Regions from separate parts of the Mus musculus genome. Here regions 2, 3, 4, 5, 6 and 7 are each linked to region 1. The links are chromatin contacts, called in public promoter capture Hi-C and targeted proximity ligation maps. All regions are on one chromosome and are shown on one strand. The core of a region is the stretch at or near the end of the contact, and the rest is flanking DNA. Distances in the headings are between cores, read along the strand shown.

What was found. Promoter capture Hi-C pulls out the DNA fragments that hold promoters and counts their contacts.
Region 2: a promoter capture Hi-C map of liver shows a contact between it and region 1, with 4 times the contacts expected there. A contact is called at or near these places in 7 of 39 promoter capture datasets (the 3T3-L1 cell line, the C10 cell line, cranial neural crest and 4 more), 2 of 130 datasets of targeted methods (astrocytes and embryonic stem cells) and 2 of 9 other capture datasets (liver and pancreatic islet).
Region 3: a contact with region 1 is called in a targeted proximity ligation map of pancreatic cancer cells. A contact is called at or near these places in 2 of 39 promoter capture datasets (the 3T3-L1 cell line and pre-B cells) and 4 of 130 datasets of targeted methods (the SCID.adh cell line, extraembryonic endoderm stem cells, large pre-B cells and 1 more).
Region 4: a contact with region 1 is called in a targeted proximity ligation map of memory CD8 T cells, with 45 read pairs. A contact is called at or near these places in 11 of 39 promoter capture datasets (the 3T3-L1 cell line, the C10 cell line, the HPC-7 cell line and 8 more), 9 of 484 Hi-C or Micro-C datasets (the Ba/F3 cell line, the G1E-ER4 cell line, LSK cells and 5 more), 12 of 130 datasets of targeted methods (the 230-238 cell line, astrocytes, effector CD8 T cells and 9 more) and 3 of 9 other capture datasets (adipose tissue, embryonic stem cells and liver).
Region 5: a promoter capture Hi-C map of liver shows a contact between it and region 1, with 2.5 times the contacts expected there. A contact is called at or near these places in 8 of 39 promoter capture datasets (the 3T3-L1 cell line, 3T3-L1-derived adipocytes, the C10 cell line and 5 more), 3 of 484 Hi-C or Micro-C datasets (CD4 T cells, effector CD8 T cells and natural killer cells), 3 of 130 datasets of targeted methods (astrocytes, large pre-B cells and pancreatic cancer cells) and 2 of 9 other capture datasets (adipose tissue and liver).
Region 6: a contact with region 1 is called in a targeted proximity ligation map of pancreatic cancer cells. A contact is called at or near these places in 4 of 39 promoter capture datasets (3T3-L1-derived adipocytes, embryonic stem cells and liver), 6 of 130 datasets of targeted methods (DN3 thymocytes, cardiomyocytes, embryonic stem cells and 3 more) and 2 of 9 other capture datasets (embryonic stem cells and liver).
Region 7: a contact with region 1 is called in a promoter capture Hi-C map of liver, with 2.5 times the contacts expected there. A contact is called at or near these places in 3 of 39 promoter capture datasets (the C10 cell line, liver and pre-B cells), 2 of 130 datasets of targeted methods (microglia and pancreatic cancer cells) and 1 of 9 other capture datasets (adipose tissue).

Annotation. Positions count from the first base shown.
Region 1 is chr15:58,932,252-58,935,180 of GRCm38.p6, reverse strand. Ndufb9 (NADH:ubiquinone oxidoreductase subunit B9) reads right to left here and starts at 1,380. Exons shown (of 4, transcript NM_023172.4): 1 at 1,243-1,380. The coding sequence starts at 1,343. Tatdn1 (TatD DNase domain containing 1) reads left to right here and starts at 1,443. Exons shown (of 12, transcript NM_001368428.1): 1 at 1,443-1,502. The coding sequence starts at 1,481. It overlaps Gm36559 (a long non-coding RNA gene), which reads left to right and starts at 1,905. Exons shown (of 2, transcript XR_875364.2): 1 at 1,905-2,929.
Region 2 is chr15:58,091,868-58,094,796 of GRCm38.p6, reverse strand. Atad2 (ATPase family, AAA domain containing 2) reads left to right here. Exons shown (of 28, transcript NM_027435.2): 28 at 1-750. Among named protein-coding and RNA genes, the nearest start is that of Zhx1, 17 kb to the right of the region's middle.
Region 3 is chr15:59,758,279-59,761,207 of GRCm38.p6, reverse strand. No RefSeq gene overlaps it. Among named protein-coding and RNA genes, the nearest start is that of Gm19510, 35 kb to the left of the region's middle.
Region 4 is chr15:58,133,599-58,136,527 of GRCm38.p6, reverse strand. Atad2 (ATPase family, AAA domain containing 2) reads left to right here and starts at 1,446. Exons shown (of 28, transcript NM_027435.2): 1 at 1,446-1,721. The coding sequence starts at 1,554.
Region 5 is chr15:58,213,433-58,216,361 of GRCm38.p6, reverse strand. Fbxo32 (F-box protein 32) reads left to right here and starts at 1,470. Exons shown (of 9, transcript NM_026346.3): 1 at 1,470-1,866. The coding sequence starts at 1,751.
Region 6 is chr15:59,597,561-59,600,489 of GRCm38.p6, reverse strand. All of the region lies in intron 6 of Nsmce2 (NSE2/MMS21 homolog, SMC5-SMC6 complex SUMO ligase), which reads right to left. Among named protein-coding and RNA genes, the nearest start is that of Gm36677, 19 kb to the left of the region's middle.
Region 7 is chr15:59,548,343-59,551,271 of GRCm38.p6, reverse strand. The region is part of intron 4 of Nsmce2 (NSE2/MMS21 homolog, SMC5-SMC6 complex SUMO ligase); the gene reads right to left. Among named protein-coding and RNA genes, the nearest start is that of Gm36677, 68 kb to the left of the region's middle.

The DNA.
Region 1 (2,929 bases), core at 131-2,630:
GACGACAGGATGTGACAGATGCCCACAAGTTTACAGGCCAGCTGGCCTAGCATGCCAGCAGTGCTGTCCCAACAAGGAGGAAGGCAAGGTTGTCACACAGGTGATATCAACACGGGTTTTTTTGTTTGTTTTGTTTTAAGGGAACTGATGCGGACAAGGACTAAGAAAAGATGTCAGCTTTCAAATCTGTTAGTGCTGTCATAGTAGCTAGTTTGATTATTCCCTCCATGAATATGAGCCCTAATATCTCCAACTGTACTATAACACTGTCTGGATTCTTGAAGTCTTAACTTCTTCAGTAACACTGTTCCTTCTGAGTTTCCCCGTCACGTTCCCCGTTAATCCATGGGATTGCAGCTCAAAATCAAGGGTTAACTGTCATTTATTTGCCATCCAGAATGGACGCTGAATTGCAAATTCTGTTAAATAAATAAGAAAAACTTAGGAAAGAAGCTAGCAACTGTTCAGCATTGTACACTGCACCAGCCTGCATAACAAAGAGATGTAACCACAAACTTGTATCCTAGGATTCCAGGGTTACCCTCTGCAGGTCTTACAGGGTTACTTGATTTTCCATCTTTTTCTTGGAAGTCCTCCTTGTGGGATTAGGTTTTAGGGTAAGAGTGTAGCGGTATGGGACTTACACATCTTCGGTTGTCACTGCCCCTTGCATTTCTTTTAGGTCATGAAAGTCTACACGTTTTAACACTATATTGTTGTTTGTTTGTTTGTAAGAAGGGTATTTTTTTTTTTTTGGCCTAGCCTCAAACTCATAATGTAATGGAGAATATCTGTCTCCCCCAACATATGCCACCGTATGAGACTTAACGAGAAGACTAGTAACAATGGTTAAAGAAATAAAATGACGTAGGAGGTGGAATAGAATGAGCCTGCTTATCTGTAAAATCAGGCTAAAATAATCACTAATATCTGAGTTACTCTGCAAACTAAAGATAATGGACAAATTACTGTTAAGGTTAGGGACGACAGAGTCATAAAAACGTTAGCTTTAGATCCATGACAATGACAGTCCTAGGTACTTTTTATTTCTTCATGCAACTTTCTACGCTGGGTCCTGGTTGCGCCCCACACAATCATCTCCGCCAGATCAAGCAGAGAGGACTGCATCGGGACCCGGGTTCAAGGGCGGGCTCCCTTCACTGTGTCCCCCAAGTCCTTGATCAGCCTGGCCCACGGGGCCCCTCGGCTTCCGTCCCCGAGCCCCGGGTCCCCTCTCCCCACCTGTGGATACACCATGACTCGAGGTGGCGCAGCGCGCGCTTATACAGCCGCAGCACCTTCTGCTGGTGGGTCAGGTAGGCCGGGGGAGCGCAGAACGCCATAGCGTCCGGCTCACCTTCAGCGGCCGCCGCGGGGGCTGCCGGGAACCCGGAAGCGGGCGGTTGTGAGGCGGAACCGGAAGGACGAGCGTGCTCTGAGCCACTTCCGCTTTTCCCTGGGAGGAGCCTGCCGCGCCGTCATGAGTCTCTTCAAGTTCGTGGGTAAGGGCAGGTTTGTCTTGGTCGTGAGCCTCGCTGACAGTCCCGGGTCCCCTTTTCGCGGCATGGCCTTTCCAGGGCACGGAAGATGCCCGGAGGCCTCGCGTGCTGGCAATGACTGATCTGGTTCTTGCTGGAGGATGGTTTCCCTAGTGCATGTTCATTTATGAGCATTCCCGGGCAATGAATCATTGTGACTTGTGCTTTTTTTGTGTGTGTTTAATTCAACTGGAAAGAGAGGAATAGGTGTGGGGTGTGCTTCAGCCGTAGACTGATCGCCTAGCATGGGCTAGTCCCCGAGTCCTCCCATCTCTCAAAAAGCACCGCCCCCCAAGCCAATCACTTTTCTTCTGTCTTTCGTGAACTCTTCTACATGGCCGGCCTGACAGTCCCTCCAAGGTACCGGTTCACTCAGTCATCCCTTCATACCACAGACAACTCTGGGAGGCTTGACATTGAGTCCCGGGAATGTGGCCAAGTCCTGCTCACAGGCCATCTAGACATAAACGGGAGTCCTCAGACGGGAGGGGGTGGCAAATTGTGTCGCCTCGCAAGTTCCACGATCCATCCGACAGCTGGAGAGTGCGGCAAGGATTCAAAATGGGGGACATTGTAAGAGTCAGGGTTGGAAGGATAACTTGGAACCCTAAAGTCTCGATTACTTAAATTTCACTTCTATTGGGAGTGGCGTTCCAATGAAGGCTTTTCAGCAAATCTTTGAGTGCCAGTTGTACGGAAAGAGTCTTGCCTTCTGGGATACCGATGTGGGTAGTCTCAGTATGAACCTCGTCGTTGTGGACTTTCCCTGCTATTTAAGGGTGGGAAGTGACAGGGAGGAGGTTACCCTGATAGTCGTTTTGTAGATTTTGTGGCAGATAAGGGGACGAATGTAAGTATTTCAGGTTTTGCAAACAGGGAAAAGAATAGAAAAAGAGAAATGGGATGGTTGTGCATAGCATTTAGCACTGACTGTTCATGCCTGTTGTGGGAAGTGAAGACCCAAAGATGGCAGGTTAAGAAATACCTAGGCCATCTGGATCTAATAGATTAGGTCCATTCGTGAGTTAAAGGACATCCAAATAGAGACATCCTCCGAGCACTCAAAAGTGGAATCAGGAGAGTGGTTAAGGTTATACAGTAAAATCTGAGAGACACCTTAAGCAATATATTTTCCCAAGACACTGTATTTAAATATGGAGTTGTGAGAAATCTAGTCGTGAGTTAGTTTCCACACCAGAGACGTGAGGCCTATGGCCAGTCAAAGCAAACGTGGGGAGAATGTTAGCAGGTTTTTCAAAAACTCTGTGAGAAAGCCTGAAGTGAAGGTTAGGTGTTCTGGGTTCTTGATGTGATGTGCTAGGAAGTGGTATGTCCTGGAGAGGGCACAAGAGCCCTCACTCCTCACCTCATACTGTCTGTCCCTGTTCCTG
Region 2 (2,929 bases), core at 202-2,701, 840 kb after region 1:
GTGTAGCCCTGGCTGTCCTGGAACTCACTTTGTAGACCAGGCTGGCCTCGAACTCAGAAATCTGCCTGCCTCTGCCTCCCAAGTGCTGGGATTAAAGGCGTGGGCCACCACGCCCGGCTCAAAAATACATTTCTTAAAGTTGAAATCATTTGCTTCTTCCATAATGGGACGTTGAAACTTCTGCTTTCGGAACAGCGTGTGTTGGAAAGCTTGTTTGAGAATGGCTACTAGAGTTTAAGAGGCTATGTATGGAGTTTGTTGGGGATGTAGTGATGGTGGTAAGGATCAGACCTAGGGCCCAGTGTACACTTAAGCACATGCCTAACTCAAGAGTTTAGATTTTAGTATAGTTTAAAGTTGAGCTGCCTTTTCTTATGTAGCTATTTAAAATATTTCTGAAGTTCAGTAATTTGGATGCCTTCATTAGTAGATGCTGTCCTATATACCTATTAAAAATGCCAAACACTGATAACATTGAACATGTTCATATTGATAGAGATAATATTGTATAGGTCTAGTGTGTATGGATCTGGGATCTCCGCCCTTGAGGCAGAGACGGGAAGATCAGGAGTTCAAGGTCTTAGCTACATAGTAAGTTTGAAGCCAGCCTGGCTACTTGAGACTCTGTCTCACAAAAGCAAATAAACAAAGGATTATGCTTAATAGTTTTCATTGAAGTTTATTATAACTTATTTCAGATGTGTCCTTTTATTGTACATTTTGTATAATAAATGTTGAAGTTGAAAACTGTTACTCGTTTCTAGTTCTTGTGTGAGTTCATACGTGCCATAACTTTTGTGTGGGAGCAGAGGACAGCTCTGTGACGTCTTTCTTTGCTTCCATGCTTATATGATGTGAATCTAGGGAATCAAACTAGATTACTGGGGTTGTATGTGTACATGTGTGTATGCGTTCATGTGTGTGTCTGTGTGCATATGCAAATATATTCTCTTATTTTGTTACAACATTTTACATTTTCAAGATAAAACACAATTCCAAAATACAACTAACCCAGTTTCAGTTCCTGTCTTTAAGTTTTAACCCAGGGTCATGTCTGATGTTAATTACTGTATCTGTGTTACCATGTCTGATGTTAATTACTGTATCTGTGTTGTTATGTGATGTTAATTACTGTATCTGTGTTGCCATGGAGCAGTCAGTACCAGTGGTGAGCACTGTGTGGGGTTTCTAGCCACTACACCTAGTCCTAGAAGAGGGAGGGCAGGAAGTCATTACTGAAACTGCAAACACCCTAACCTCTCTCTGTGTCCTCTTGCTATATCTCAGTAGCTCACCCAGGAATAGTAATTCCATCTGTAATAAATAGACTTGGTGGATGCACAGATCCTCTACCTTGAAGCCTTGTCAGAGTAGAATGGTAGGAAGTATCTTCTCCATGGGCGCATTTCCACAGGCCCAGTCATCAATAACTTTGTATCTGTCATATGCTCAGAAGCTGCAGTTTCTATTTACTTTCTAGCTGTACCTTGCCCTTATCCGGGAGCATTATAACAGTCCTAAATGTTTCCTCCAAAAGAACACAGTCACTGAAGGCTATGAAAAAAAGCACACAATAATTGTTGGTTAATTCAATCAATATTGTTGACTGGAGGAGGCCTGTGCTAAAACCAAATCATATTAGCAGAATGCTGGAGGAGTTTTGATTGGAAGTGATGATAACGAAGGGAGAATCATTTAAACCCATCTTAATGTGGATCTCGGGATGGGAAGTGTCCAGAGACTGACTGTAAGATGAGGAAGGAGGGCTGGTGAGATGGCTCAGCAGTTAAGAGCACTGACTGTTCTTCTGGAGGTCATGAGTTCAAATCTCAGCAACCATATGGTGGCTCACAACCATCTGTAATGAGAAACAAAGAACCTATGGGCTGGAGCAAGAGGGGGGAGGGGGAGGGGGAGGGGGCAGCGGCAAAGAATAACAAAATAAAAAAGATGAGAAAGGAGATTAAATGTGTTTTTAATTGGTTTATCTTAAGGAGAATAGCCCACTTTGGGATAGGAGTGCTACAAATTACAAACCAAGAGAAAGGAGAACATCTTTTTTTAAAAGTTAGAAGTTTGTTTTAGTATGTGTATGAGAGGAGATTTTATATATATACAGAGAGAGGGGAGATATTTGAGTGTCCCCAGAGAGCACACCCTTGGAGGTGTTTATGAGCTAACCAGTGTGGGTGCTGGGATCTAAACTCTAAACCTCATTATAGAGTGAGCAGCAGGTGCTCTGAGCTGCCTGGTCCCCAGTCCCCCAGAAGATGATTTTGATTTTGTTGTTGACTTTTAGGAAGAAAAGTATCATTATTGAAATGGGGGCGGAATGGGTTTCAAATTCCCTGCTGCAAGCTGATATTACCAAAGGGGTTGGTGATATCCTGTGTGTAACCTGCTCTGCTGCTGCTCCTCCTCCTTCCCCTCCCCCTCATTCTTTCTCATTCTCTTTTTCCTCCTCTTCATTTTTCTTCTCTTCCTCTCTTAAATGTTATTGTTTTTTATTTCGTGTGTATAGATGTTTTGCCTGCACGTGTCTTGTACAGCAATTGCATACTATGCCCTTGAAGGCCAGCAGAGGTGGTTGGATCCCCTGTAGCTGGATGAACTGACAGCTGTGAGCGTGGGTGCCAGGAACTGAGCCTGGGTCCTCTGCAAGAGCAGCACGGGCTCTTAGCTACTGAGACATTTCTCCTTTCTCCCCTACCCTCCGTCCGTGCCTCTTGCTCACCCAGCCCATGGAGTTCTCTCTATTGATACTACATTTATTGCAGTTCACTCCAATCCTCCCATCTGCGCCTCATGTTGAAACTTCAGGTGTATGGAGCAGCCACTAGCTGGCTCAGGTCCTAGTTCTTTTTTTGTTTGTTTTGTTTTTGTTTTTTTGTTTTTTGTTTTTTGTTTTTTTTCGAGACAGGGTTTCTCT
Region 3 (2,929 bases), core at 143-2,642, 830 kb before region 1:
GAGTGTATGCACATTCATATATGTGTAGATACACATGTGTGCAGGCGAATGTGTACCTGCCCAAGGTTGATACTGACTCTCTGTTGCTCTTTGTCTTCTACACTGAGGCAAGGGTTCTCACTAAACCTAGTACTTGCTATTTCAGCTGGTCTAGCTAGCCACCTTGCTCTGAGGATCACATCTCTACCTCCCACATGCTGAGATTTCAGGTGGCCACCTTGCCCACCTGGCTCTTAATGGATCCTGGTCAGTCTTCACACTCGTGCATCAAGTGACCCACTGACCCATCTCCCCAGCCCCTATTTCTTGGCATTTCTCAAAACTCCAGGAGATGCGTGCGGCCCCCTGGTTTCATGTGCTGTGCATTCAGGTGTGCCAATAATCCAATTGGTTTCAGGTCAGTAGCCAGTAGCGCTGGGCTGTGTCACCCTGATAACAGTCACCCTCCATCTTCTGCGGTTCACATGTGTTTGCATGTGCTAAGCCTAGCCTGGCTGGCTCCTTTCTGTGCCCGACCAGATGTTAAATGCACTGGAGTGTGTGGCCTGGATTATCAGCATCACCCTGACTCACTTAGCATGGTGGAGACCTTTTCCTGCACCTTTGAGTCACCCAGGCAACTCTGAAGGTGTCCAGGATGCACCTGAGCCCAGTAAGGTGACAACCTCTGGAAATAGGTCTGGGGTGTGAAACTCAGCAGATGTCCAAGTATTCAGAGCTGACCAAAGTTCATCATGCCTGTCTGTCCTCAGGAGAAGAATCACAACACAACCAGCTGGCCAGGTCAGAGCTGAGAGTCTGGACTTCCACCAGCTCCAAGGAGAAGCAGTGCTTAATCTCCAGGGACCACACAAAAACCAATAAGGGAACGAATACAGCTCCTCTGAGCGTGTGCTCTTGCAGCCTGGAAAGTTCCCTATACAGTTGCTATCTCCTGTGAGATTGGCTAACACATGTAGCTAGGAAACCTAAAAAGGGGTGAGGTCACATAGAGTCAAGAACTCCTACCTCTCCACCCCTTTATTCCCACCACCACCCCCCCCTTCCTGCCATCAGAGGAAAAACTCTTCCATCTATCCAAGTGACTGTCTACTGCTTACTCCAGGGGGAGACACAAGGGTGACATCCCAAAACAAAGTCAAACCTTGCAGGACCCATTTCTGCATGCAAGGGTCTCTTCAGAGCTGCCCATCCTCTGTGGAAAGGGCTTTTGTGAGGGGCAGCAGCAAAGACAGCATCAGGCTCAGCCCCAGAACAAGCAGGAACTAATAAAGAGAAAGAGTCCCAACCGAGGCTGCAGCTCGGTGCTGGGACAACCTCCCTCTCTGAAGAGGGTACCCCACAGTGCCTGAGTCAGAGGGCTGTGAGCTCAGCCCCAGGCTGGCGGGCCGGGAGGGTGAGTCAGAGGGTGTGGAGAGAAGTGAACTTCTTCCCTGGCCAAATATGGGCTCTGTTCTGCTCTGTCTTGCCATCCTCACTGCCAGAGGCTGAAAGCTACATCTGCTCCACAGGACAGTGAGGTCCCTGACAAAAATGGAAACTATTCCTCCCTCCACTCACCCCCTCCCCTCCCAGGCCAGTGGGTGGCATTTTGCTGAACACTCTCCAAGCACCTTGCATTCCCAGCCTCTTCTCACCCAGTCTTGTTATTGATAGTGTAAAGCAGAGGCAACCATAGCGTGCTTTGAGTCTATTTTTTTTTTCTCATGATGGAGTCTTACTCCATAGGATGGGAGGCAAGAAGGAAAGAGAGTCCTCTGCCCCAAACACAACATGAAGAACATAATAGATCTGATCAACTCTTCAGTTCCTTAAATGAAGAAAGCAACAGCAACAGAGAGAGGGAGAGAGTGGGGGGGAGAGAAAGAGAGAGGGAGAGGGAGAAAGAGAGAGAGAGAAAGAGAGAGAGAGAGAGAGAGAGAGAGAGAGAGAGAGAGAGAGAGAGAGAGAGAGAGGTGTCCTCTGCCAACAGACTTAATTCCTTGAGGAAATACCTTGCATAGCATTCTTTATATGCCAGGCACTGCTCTAAATCTCAAATTAGCTCACTTACCATGAGGCTTCCCACATCTATCGTCACCACTAACCCCTGAGGACAGTGCTGCTACTATGAGACCCATTTTACAGATGAGGAGCCTAAGACTCAGTAGGTAACTACTCTAGTCATGCAGGCAGCATATGAAGCTAGCATTTCAGTCTCCAAACGCCAGTCTCACACTCAGTACCCTAAATAGAATTTGATTCATTTCTGTATCTCCGATGTCTGGTGCATGCTGGACAATATTAAATGTGGACCACATAGAGTAATTAATAAATGTATGTTTTCCAAGTAGACAGTGGATTCTGTAGCGGTGAGTTTTTAGCTACACCGTTTTTGTGCACCCAGCAGGTCATATGCTTCCAGCTACTTGCCCAGGAACTCTTTGGATTTGCAAATGGAACACACACACACACATTAGCTTATTTTTAATATGCTGTCTAGCTTAATGGCTGGGCAGTTCTAATCCTCCCACGGCTAGCATACTTTCCCTCCAGTATTCCTGGCTCAACACCTTCTAAATCTACCTTTAACTTTGCTGCCCTGTTACCTTCTGTGAGGCCCATTGGTCTTTACTGCCCAAGACACTTCTGGGCAGCCCTGTCAGGGGCTGCTTCCCTTTCCTCCTACATTTCAGATGATCTTCCCTCTGCAGCTCTTAATCTCTTCCACCTCCCACTGCATCATGGCGATCCTCCATCTCCTCCCCCACAGCAACTCTAAGAGCCCTGCCCTGTCACCCCTTTCCCAACCATTAGCCAGTGGCATCTTTATTGCTTGATCAAAAACCGATTGGGGACAAGGACCCTTAGATAAGGCCATACAGATTCCCAATTGGATCAAAGCATTAGAACCAATCTCCAACAGACTTTATATTGGTTTGTCAAGGTC
Region 4 (2,929 bases), core at 197-2,696, 800 kb after region 1:
AATGGCCTCTGTATCAATTAAGAATGACAGAGGTGATTTATCTGTTACGTAGACAGCCACCCTGGGCTACTCCATGGTGATCTTGATGGCTTTGTTTGGGGCAGAGGTTGTCAGTCTTCCACCACCAGCTGCCACAGAGGGTCCTATCATCGGCCTTATGTCAGACCCAGAAGGTCTGAGAGATTTTTCTGCGGAGGAGGAATTCTGGGGAGCTGAGGTACCTTTGCAAGGCAGGGTAGAGCAGTCAACCCGTGTCCACAGTTTGGACTGGGCTCTGGCAGTGGGTGAGGGATGGGGTAGTTCTTTGCCAAGTGGCCAGTTAGCATCTGGGAAGCAGGTCCAGGTGGAGTCTGTTACTGCTCATCTTCCTCAGCTGAGGCTAGCAGAGCTGGTATTGTCTGCCGGGGGAAGCCATTTTCATGAAACACCTTAAAATGTCAGTCAGAAGCCGGGCGTGGTGGCACACGCCTTTAATCCCAGCACTTGGGAGGCAGAGACAGGCAGATTTCTGAGTTCGAGGCCAAGCCTGGTCTACAGAGTGAGTTCCAGGACAGCCAGGGTTATACAGAGAAACCCTGTCCCGAAAAACAAAACAAAACAAAAAAAAAATAAATAAATAAGTAAATAAATAAAATAAAAATGTCAGTCAGCAGATCTCTTTGAGGGGTTTGAGAGCCATCATATAATCTATTATGTATACCCCTAATTAAAAAAAAAATGTTGCATTTAATTACTTTTTTTACGCTTAACCTTGACAAAATAGACACAGCAAAAGCTTGTCTCTGTAAATGAATTACATTTGTACCTAGCACGACTACAAACCATTCTGAGCACAGGAAAGAATTTGATCATTTATAAGGTGACTGGCCATTAACTTTATGTCGTAATTACTTTACAAGTTAGCTTTTTTTTTTTTTAATCCCGGGTAAGTTTATATGACTCATTCTATCCCAATAGCTGTTGCCAGTTCTTTTAGCTGTCTTTAAGGACCATTATATTTTCTTTCTTTCGTGCAGTTTATTTTTGTTAGTTCATCAATAAAAACCTCTTCAAGTCTCAAAGTCAAACCTATCGGAGGCAAAGTGCTTGGTTTAAGGACCTTTTTTTTCTGGCGTTTGAAGCCTAGATGGCGGGAAGCCGCCGGCAGGGAGCCAAAGGGCCCTTCCGCCTCCACGCGCCAAAATTCCAAACAAGACGCTGCACCGCTCTCTCCGTCTCCTTCCACTGAGGGCGGAGAGCCGGAACTACAGCTGGAAGAACGACGTCGCAAATTCCTGTGAGGGGGCTCGACGCGGTTCGCTGGCGCCTCGGTTCGCGTCGGCTCCGGTTCCCGCGCTCTTCGGATTGGAGGAGAATTTCGGGTTCGTCGATCTGGGGGTGGGGTCAGGAGGCGTGGCCGGCGGCGGAGGGATTCGGCGCGCGTACGCTGCGGCCGCTGGGCGCGCAGTTTGTGGCGCCAGAATTCAGAGCGCGTGAGCGCCTGAGCAGCCTCCTCCGGAGCCAGGTTCTCCACTTCCCCCGCCTCGGGTTCCGGCTTCTGCAAGCGGGGCACCATGGTGGTCCTCCGCAGCAGCCTGGAGCTGCACAGTCGCTCCACCACCTCCTCGGCCACCGACTCTCTGGACCTGTCCAGTGAGTTCCTCAGCCTGCAGGACAGCGGCGGGAGGCGGCCCAGATTGCGCCGAGCCGGGAGGAAATCGACGGCGTCCAAGGCGGCGGGCGTGAGTACCGACCTAGGGCGGGGAGCTTTGGGCCCCGGGTTGGAGACGCGCGCCCCGCTCTGGGGTAGTGGGCTGTCGTGGACCAGCGAGGTGGAAGGTTCTGGAAAGACAGAACTGGCTGGAAGCGGGCAGAGCAAGTTGGTCGCCACCTCTTTCTACGCAAGAGGAAACCTAGAGCCGAAGCGCTGCGTAGGGCCGAGCGGAGGAGCTTTGGGCCGACCTTGTGCTCCCCCCATCACCTCCTTCCCGGTTCCTTCCCCGGGTCGCGTCAGTCAGGGGAGTGCGAACCCCCTGACTGCTGGAGCGCGTGCACGGGAGCATCTTGAGTTGTGGGCCCAGACAGTAAAGAGTCCACTGACCTCCATGTACGGTCCAGGGAGGTTCCATCGTGAGACTCAAGCGAAGTAAAATATCAGGTTGCATAATATGGAGGGACGAACGGCGACATTGCGTGGTTGCACTTTAAGTCTCTTGACAAGCCTTAGAGGACCTTCTGGTTGGTGGTTATCGGTGTGACAGATGAAGACATGGGCTCCAGAAAGGTAAACAGAGAGTGGTAGACAGTTCTGGAATTGGAACTTCGGTTTTTTGTGCCTCCCACAGCTTTCCTTTTCTGGCAGCTTCATGCTGCATTTACAGTCTCTGTAGTGGGAGGTTTGCAAATGCTTCTTGCCCATCACTGGGACCAGTGCGGAGAGATTACACATCGCCCGGCTTCGGCGGTGGTGGAAGGGGGACAGCGGGGACAGCGTTCACCAAAAAGGTTGAGGTTGAGGAAGAAACACTAAAGTTTCCGAAACCGGTAGTGATGGTCCGGTTGCAGTGAGGGAGTAGGAAAACAGACGCGTAGCTGGTCAGGAGACTGGAAGTCTGATCAGGAGCGCTGCGCTGGGAGTGACACAGCAGTGTCCACTTAGTTCAGACAACCCTAATCTTGTATTGGCACTATATAAAGTGAATCACTTGTAGACAGACGTAGCTTCCTTGGGGACTGGGATGAAACAGTCTTCGTTTGTTTGCTTTGTTTTGGTTTGGTTTTTTTTTTTTTTTTTTTTTTTTTTTTTTTTTTTTTGAGACAGGGTTTCTCTGTGTAGCCCTGGCTGTCCTGGAACTCACTTTGTAGACCAGGCTGGCCTCGAACTCAGAAATCCGCTTGCTTCTGCCTCCTGAGTGCTGGTATCAAAGGCGTGCGTCACCACACCCGGCTT
Region 5 (2,929 bases), core at 221-2,720, 720 kb after region 1:
CCATGGACACAGTGCTTGATGAACAGTCTTGAGGACCTGAGCTCAGACCCCCAGCACCCATGCAAACAAACAAACAAACCAACCCATTAAAGCACCTATATCTTTATCCTGGTGCTGGGAGACAAAATCCAAAGAATCAGAGGTTCATCGGCCTGCCAGTACAGACAATAGAGAGCTCCAGGCTCAGTGAGTCTGACCCAAAGATAAATAGGGACAAACGTGAGCAAGGAAGACACCTGACATTGACCTCTGCCCACCGCGGGCACACAAATGCACACTCTCTCAGAGGATGGAGGAAGATGGGATGGTTATGAATGGCCAATTCTGTGCCTGGTGGTAAGGCACTGGGCTGAGATGTCTCTAGACTAAAAGGGAGTTATGTTCTGCATAACAGGGAGGATCGCTCTGAGTTGAGAAGTAGCATAAGACCCTAGGTAATCACGGACTTAACCCTCTCTGAGGACCCCACAGCCTTTCACCTGAAAAACAGACTGGCCACCCCCTCGTGTTAGGAGAGATAAGCTCTTAACAGACTCTCTTCCCTTTCTGAAGCGGCCGTGAAACCCAGGAGGACTTTATAGCTAGAAATCAGAGAACACCAGGAATTGAACTCTGCGTAAAGGAAGAGAAAGAAGGGTTCCTGTGGTTCCACAGCCAAAAAAGCCCAACCCTGGGGCACTGGAGCAGCGAGTGTAGCCTGAGACTCCTTCCTGACTCCACGACCCTGGAGGCTTTGTTCTGAGCCAGGCGCCTCGACGCCAGCGCTGCTTGCCCAGAGTCCCTCAGAGTGGGACCCAAGACTGTCTCAGCTCTTCACTTCAACGCCATGGGGTCCGGACGCTGCGGGGGCCTCTTCTTTCCCCTTCCTTTGCCACTGGGGTAGTCGAGCTTGACAGCAAACGCATCAAATGACAGCTTTAAGGCGGAAGGAGTGGGGGTAGTCCCTCCCCGCCCCTACCGCACTGGGTCCCCTCTTTCACTTAGCACACCCTGGCGCCTGGAGTCGGTACTGGCAGTAAGAGAGGTTCAAAGAATGCACCCCTACCCGTCCCCAGACGTTCTGGCCTCCCCCAAGGCTGATCTGCCTGCAAAGATCGGTCCCGCAGCTTCCAGACCCTCTGGGACTGACAGTTCCCAACTCTCTAGGCTTCCTTGCTACACCCTGCTTGTCCGGGACCCGTAGAGGGGACCTAGTGCCGAGTGCAAGACCAGGATCTTGGTGGCGACAGCTACGCCTGATGGGGGAGTAGGGGAGGTGCAGAGGTGCCAGGGCACCGAGGGTCAGCGGGACATCTGGCCTGGCCATGCGGCTTCAAGTTTCCACGGACGCAAGGTTGTGCAACTGCGAGCAGAGCGAGAGCCGCGGGCGCCTCGGAAAACAAGGCGAGCCTATAAACAAAGCCACGTGGCCTCGGGGCGCGGGGGGGGGGGGGCGGGCTAAGAGCAGGCGGCTCTTCCGGCAACAAAGAGACGGGGCAGCGGCCCGGGATAAATACTGCGCTCGGGCAGCCGCTCAGCATTCCCAGAGTCAGGAGGCGACCTTCCCCAACGCCTGCGCCCCTGTGAGTGCAAGGATCCCCGCGCCCACCCAGGATCCGCAGCCCTCCACACTAGTTGACCCACTCTTGTCCCGGTCGCCGCCTGCGTCGTTCCCCAGCATCTTCCCAACGCGCCGCATACCCTGGGCAAGCCAGGCCGGTTCCTGGCTGTCAATCCGTCCCGTCCGTCGGTCGCGTCCGCGCTCTGTACCATGCCGTTCCTTGGGCAGGACTGGCGGTCCCCGGGCCAGAGCTGGGTGAAGACGGCGGACGGCTGGAAGCGCTTCTTGGATGAGAAAAGCGGCAGCTTCGTGAGCGACCTCAGCAGGTGAGGACATTCGCCGACTTCCAGCCCCACAAAACTGATTTTAGCTGGTCGGGGACGAGGGGGAAGTGCACACCTCAGGGGCAGGTGAAGGAGGGCAAGCAGGTCTGGGCCAGAATAAAGAGGGGGCTTCCGACTGAAGGGACAGGAGTGAGGTGCCGGGATTTCGGTAAAGGTCGCCAGAACCCGAGAGATGGGTAATTTAGTGTCTCCTCCTGATCAAGGACAGTGTCTCCCAGCAGAAAAGATCCCATACAGAACCCAGGATCCCTCAATCTGGCAATAGGGGATTATGTCCCTAAACACTTGAACACAGGCGCACAACTCATGGACTCTTCCTTTAGATCCCGCAATTGCAGTCACTGTTTTAAGTGGGTGCTAGCGACTTGGCTGTTTGCCTTTCACTGTCCTATGACAGGACCCCAAGAGTACAAGAGCGGTAGTAGTCACAAGCCGGATGACGGGCCCTGCCATGAGTGCTTGAAGGCTCTTCCCACGCGCAGTCGACGGCTGAGTGGGCCGAGAAAAAAAAAAAGTGACTGGGAGGGGCAGCCGATGGGCCCCGGGACAGCTTGCGGAGTGGGTCGTTGTGGTAACGCTTAGGGGCTGCGGAGGGAGGCAGGGAAGAAATGCAAGAACAGTGCTCTGCTTCAGGAAGGACCAGACACTTGCACCTGTTTCCTCCGTGGCCCTTTCGGTCTTTATACCGTGAGCACACTCCCATCCTTAGTGGTGCCTGCCCGCTGCAGAAAGACCACCCAGACTTGAAGTTTCACCTGAGCTCCGCTGTCTAGTGAAATCTGAGGTCAGAACAAGTGCCCACTCATAGAGTATCAGGTCAAGAATCAATCCCCAGCCTGGACAGCTGACTCCCTGAGACACCTGAGGAACCGACAGAAGTTTGTTTGGAGGCGCTGGTGCAGTTGAAGTCACCTTTCGGTGCTCTCTCCTCCCACTGTCCTTTGATTAACACACACACACACACACACACACACACACACACAACCTGCATCCCTAAGCTGACTTCAACAGAGACTTTTGTGAGTGTGCCAGGTGACGCTGAGTG
Region 6 (2,929 bases), core at 195-2,694, 670 kb before region 1:
AAGGTGGAGGAAATAGTGGGGGTCCCACATCAGTACAGGAAGGGCGAGGCAGTTTGGTTGAGTGTGTGGCAGAGACAGGCTCCAACACACACCAGGCCATAGGACCTGCAGACCCTCGGATGGAAGGCAAGTAAACAAAGGAGAGGGCAGAGCCAAGCAGTGGACAACTTCGATGGGAAGGGAACACAGGCCAGGCATGGGGGCAGGAGTCCTGCCTGAACTCCATCCCTCTGAATGCCATGAAACCTCTCAATGGAGAGAGTGAGAGGGACACTGGGCTCTGGCCAGAAGCCCGAGGTGAGGGAATTAAGAATGTGACTCACCAGAAAAGGGCGGAACTCAAGGCCTTGCTCAGTTAGCCATCTCAGTTGAGGGAGTGTTTGGACTGAATCACCTGATTTCTTTTTACAGTGAACAAGGTTTGGGCAGGGCTAAGTGCCCAGTGTTTGGAGTCAAGCTCACGCAGGTCCTGAATTCCCTCAAACACGCGATTGGTGGTCAAGATAACCTTTCTGGGGCAGGGTCCCCACTCCACAGGGTAACGGGCCTCACAGTGCTCCATGGTGTCCTTCCACTTTCCCATCTCCTAGGCTGGCCACTCACCTCCTGGGAAGTTTTAAGTTATCTGGTCTGTCTGCCTGTCCTTCCACAGAACTGTGCACACACACACCACTCATGCATTCCCGGTGCTTCTGTGTGATCAGCTCTGGGCTAGGTTCTAATCACATAGCCTTAAGTATAAACACGGCTCTGATCCACACAGGGCTCAGCCCCATGAACTGAGACAGCTCTTCTAGAGGCACAGGAAACGCAGAGTAAAAGGTAAAAGGCCAAGGGAAGGGAACCTGACCTGGGAGTTACAATGCAGGGATGAGGCAGGAAAGAGGAGGTGTTTCCTGGCCTTGATCCTGGGGTCAAGGAGTGTTGGCAGGACATGGGCTGTCCCTGGACAGTGTGCAGCCCATTTGCAGGGACAGTAAGCTTGAGAACAGGAATTCATTTTGAAATGCTAAATGTGTCCTGTACAGTCAGGCATAGGAGCGCTCTTTCTTCTCTCCTCCCTCCCTTCCTCCTTTCCTTCCTTCCTTTTGCCTGGAATCTGGCTGCGTAGCCCCCCACCTGCTCACCCCAGCTCGACCGATGTACTTTGGAATTCCTAAGTATGAGATGGTGATGGAGACATCCACACATTCCAGACTTTAGAAACGGAGACTGTCATCCCCTAGGCTTCCCAGACATGGACGTGCACAACAGGGGGCTTCTGGAGTGAACCTCCCTGAGAGGCGAGCCCCGAGCCCCGTCCCTGACGACCAGACCTTGGGTGCAGTGGACTCCTGAGAACAGCGTCTACCTCCTTCTGCCAGACAGTGAATAAGCAGTGGAGAGGGAAGTGGAGAGTGAGGGGGGAGGACTTCCTGATGACATCAGTGGCTTTAGTCAGTAAATGAGGGCATTCTGAGAATGGCTGACGGAATTAACCACACCACTGAGCTGCAGAGGAGGCGCCCACACTCATGTTGATGGGATGGGATGGAGCCTGGTGATGTCTGTGTCATGCAGAGACAGGCTCTGGGAACAGGGATATAAATCAAGTATCCGAGGGGAGCGAGGTGACCCGACAACAAAGATACAAACTGGAAAATGGAAGAGCCAAGACAAGTGTATATGCCTACAATCCCAGCACCCGAGGCTGAGGCAAGACTGAGCTACACAGAAAGTTCTAGGCTAGGCTAGGCTATATAGTGAGACATCTCCAAAAGAGCGGCAAAGGCCTAGCAGTCGGCTCCCCTAGTGCTGACACTGTCCAGGTGACGGCACAAGGCTTTTCCTGCAAACAGATGAACGTGGAGTTCTTGTCTGTCTGCAGGCATCCTGGCACAGTGAAAATCAAGGCCACTGAATGCCACGGGCAAAGGATTGTGCTCCAGGTCTCATCACGCAGCACTTGCTGTTCTAGACCACAGTTAACCAGTCCTGTCTCCTCACACAAGGCGGCTCAACCAGAGACATGGTGAGAACAACACTGAAGAGCATGCGAGAACCTTTGAGAGACTTCCTGGAGGAGAGGCAGGACAGGAACCAGGGCACAGCCTTGTTTCCCACCCCACCCCACCCCACAGAAACGAACAAGTTTTTAAACTAAAAAGGGTAAGAAAAGGCCATGATGCCACGGGCTTGAATCAGGGCATTCCTGCTCCGAGAAACAACACTACCCAAGCGTTAGGCCATAATCCCCAGGACATCCTGGTGAGCAAGTCAGGTGTGGCAACACCTTCAACATCATCAACTCATCCCCAGGAAGGGCTCAGACTCACAGACCTGGAAGGAGAGGCTGGTCCTGTGCCTGGGTCAGCCACAGGGCAGAGCATTCCTTATTGCGAGTCTATGCTAAGGAGAGGTCTCAGGGTGCAGAGGGTCCCAGGGGCATCGGGGATTCGGGGCCTCAGCCTCAGCTCAGGATCACACAATGCTGAGTATGGAGAGATGCAGATTTGGGTCCTAAGAATATCAAGGTTTGGCCCATAAGCTCTAGGAAGCAGCTGTATAGACAGATACCTCTGGCATTAGAGCTGGGTAGATTCCTGACATAGTTACACTCAGAGAGTAACTGTGTCCCATCGCCTCCAAGTCCAGGGTGATGTGTCACAAAACAGTGAGGTACACATGATGACTGTTTGCCATAAGGGCCCCACAGCTGTGAGTTCACACTGTACACCAGCAAACTTCCTGTCAGGCCTGTGCTTCTGCCCGCCTGTGTGCAGCTGTGCACATGTGTATATGCTGTGGGAGTCAGAGGTCATCCCTGTCGTTCTCCTCAGGGTCCACTGTACTAGTTATTTATTTCTGACAGACTCTTTCACTGGCCTAATTCTTGCTAAACAGCCACTAGTCTGGCTGGCCTCACTGACCTCAGGGGCCTGCCTGCCTT
Region 7 (2,929 bases), core at 237-2,736, 620 kb before region 1:
GGTCTGGAACTCACTTTGTAGACCAGGCTGGCTTCGAACTCAGAAATCCACCTGCCTCTGCCTCCCAAGTGCTGGGATTAAATGCGTGCACCACCACACCCGGCTTTTACTTTTATTATAAGTGATTACACATAAGGCATTGCATAAACATGCTTGGTTAGTGGTTACATTGCAATCCAGCAGTAGTATGATGCAGATATTCAGTGTCTTAATAATTGAACTGGAAAATTATAAAAGTGGGCTTCAGGAGGAGGCCAAAGTGAACTACAGTGACTCATCGCCAGGGCCATCCTGACCTGAGCCTTCACTGAGATGTGCTCTTGACAAGAGAATGGTGCAGAGAATGACAAGATGTTTCCCTTCACAGGGTTCCACTAGTGAGGAGCCACAAAGAGCAGAAAACTAAGATACCAGCCGATCTTCTTTTGGAAACTGTGCTGAGATCAGAATGCACAAGCATACTTGCGATGTACCTACCAGTCACTGCTCTCGCTTACTGGCCACTCCTCCAGCTCCAGGCACTGCTCCAGATTATTCCTTTTATCCCCCGTGAACATCTTATAATGTCCCAATTCTCATGTCAGGGATGAAAAGACCAAGGAGCGGAAAAGGTTACATAACTTGCCGCCTCTCACGGTTGGTGGGCTGGAAAGGAACTCCCTGCTCTCCGACTGCACTCTGAGTGACGCATCGTCTCTACTTGACATTTTGGGGCTCTGTCCCAAGTACTCTGTAGGGTCCTAACAAAATGGTTCACATATTTTCCTGATGTTTCACACAGCTAATTACACAACCAATTAGTTTCCCAACCAAAAGATAGCATCTACGGTTTCTGCCTCTACTTCAGTCTGCTTAAGTTCATGGTAGAGATGAAAATGAAATCGGCCCCCAGCCTACATGTTTATCATCTTTTGGAGGTTCTCACAGGACAGATTTCCTGCTTAAAAACCTTTTAGCCAGACTGCTGCTTCTTGTTTTGACAGTCCAATCTTATTAGATCATGTTCTAGCACAATGCGGGCCTTGCTCAATACTCTGAAATTTCAGACCTACCAAAGCTATGAGCAACTTTTTGATTGAGAAGTCCACGACCTCATGTGAAACCAGAGTCATGGGAATTGGAAGAAATGCACAAAACCCCTGCGATGGTAAAGTGAAATATGACAACGGTGGAGTGACGTGACCCACAGTTCCAGGAGACATGCTTCCTCACGGTCATGACTACATGACAGCGTCTCTAAGGACTCCATGTGCTGGCCTGCTTTCAGCAGTGTTCAAATCGCCCTCACGTGGTTGGCAGGTGGCCAGAGAATAATGAGGTGGTAGGAAAAGGGCAGATTTTGCCAACGGAGGTTAGGTAGTCTAAATGGAACCAAGAGAGGGGCTGGCCATACAACGGGTGAGAAAAGGGTGTGTAAGGGGTGGGGGCAAACGGCTTACTGATGCAGTGATTTGCAAAGACTTGTTCACATTACCTCTGTACTATGGACTCATGACTCAGTTTTCAAGCCAGTGGAAGCCAAACAGGTATCTCGTTTCCCCTCTGCAGCTCCACACTCCCTTCCCCACAGACAGCCTAGCTTCAAACCTATGAGCAGCCAAAAGGGGACAACTAAGGATATGTTTAGCATGTACACTGCTGGGAACCATGGGGCAGAGGGAGAAGAGCTGTGACACAGAAACACCAGCAGGTAGGGATCGTCTTCAACTGTGTGACTTTACAAGAGGATTGATCAAAGAATGCTGCCCTTAGGAATTATATCTTAAAGCACACTGTAGGCCTGAGACTCAGTATTTGGCAACTTGTTAAAATTAGGTCAGGAGTGTGATGAGGAGAATTTGTACTTTTCACTTTTATTGTAGAGAAAATGGCACAGGACTCTGTAGGAACACTGTTAAACCTGCATCCAGGAAGTAGGCCAGGCTGAAGCTACGTCAAGGTAGAAGGGTCAATGAGGGACCTCCATGTCACTGAGGCAGACAGCCTCTACACGGCAGCCTGTGCTGTCAGAGACAGTACTAAAAGAAGCTGGAAATGCTGATTCTGATGGGAACCCTTCTAACTGGTGTATGTTGCAACCGAAGATACATGTGTATACAACTCCCCTGGCCAACCCAAACACATCTGTGGCTGGAACCAGCACACTGAGAGCTGGTGTCTGACCTTGGTGACCACAGTGATGACTCTTAACCCTTACAGCACAGAGAGGAAACAAGCGCTGGCTTGTCTTCCATAAAGTCACTTACACCGCTGCCTGGTCAAAAGACTCTTTGTAAGTCCAGCCTGTGGGACCTGCAGAGAGGTCCAAGAAGGCCATGGGCCTCCTTCACTAACAATGCCAAGCCTGTCGCTGTTGAGAGAGGGAGGTATTCTGAGGTCTTTGGGAGAATTTAGAAAGGTGTCAGTCAGGAAGATGAGGTGTTTGGTGGCTTCATACTGAGTTATGACCACCTGCTCTGAGCTCTCTAACTGCTTATTTAAAACTGCAGGGTTTGTTTCTTGTTGCCATGAGTGCCAAAGGAGCCCAACAGACATGTCATATAGGGCTGTCAACTGGCAGCTCAAAAGGTCTCCTGGAAAATTTCATTCGGCTACAAAGAGAAGACTGCATCCCCCTATGATCAGACACTTTAGCATCCAAGTCTGGATGCTTGCTTGCCCACTGTGCCTATGATAAACCAGACATTTTTCTACGTCGTGCTTCCAAAGCCCTATCTCCTGGCTGTCAGACTTCTTTTTCTTTTTTAAAGTCATTTTCATTTATGCGTATGTATCTGTCTGAATGTATTCAGATGCCTGTAGAGGCCAGAAAAGGGTGTCAGATGCCCCAGAGTTGCAGTTACAGACCATCTGATATCAGTGCTGGAAACTGAACTCAGCTTTGCAAGAGCAGCAAGAGTGCTTTTAACTGCTGAGCTATCGCTTCAGT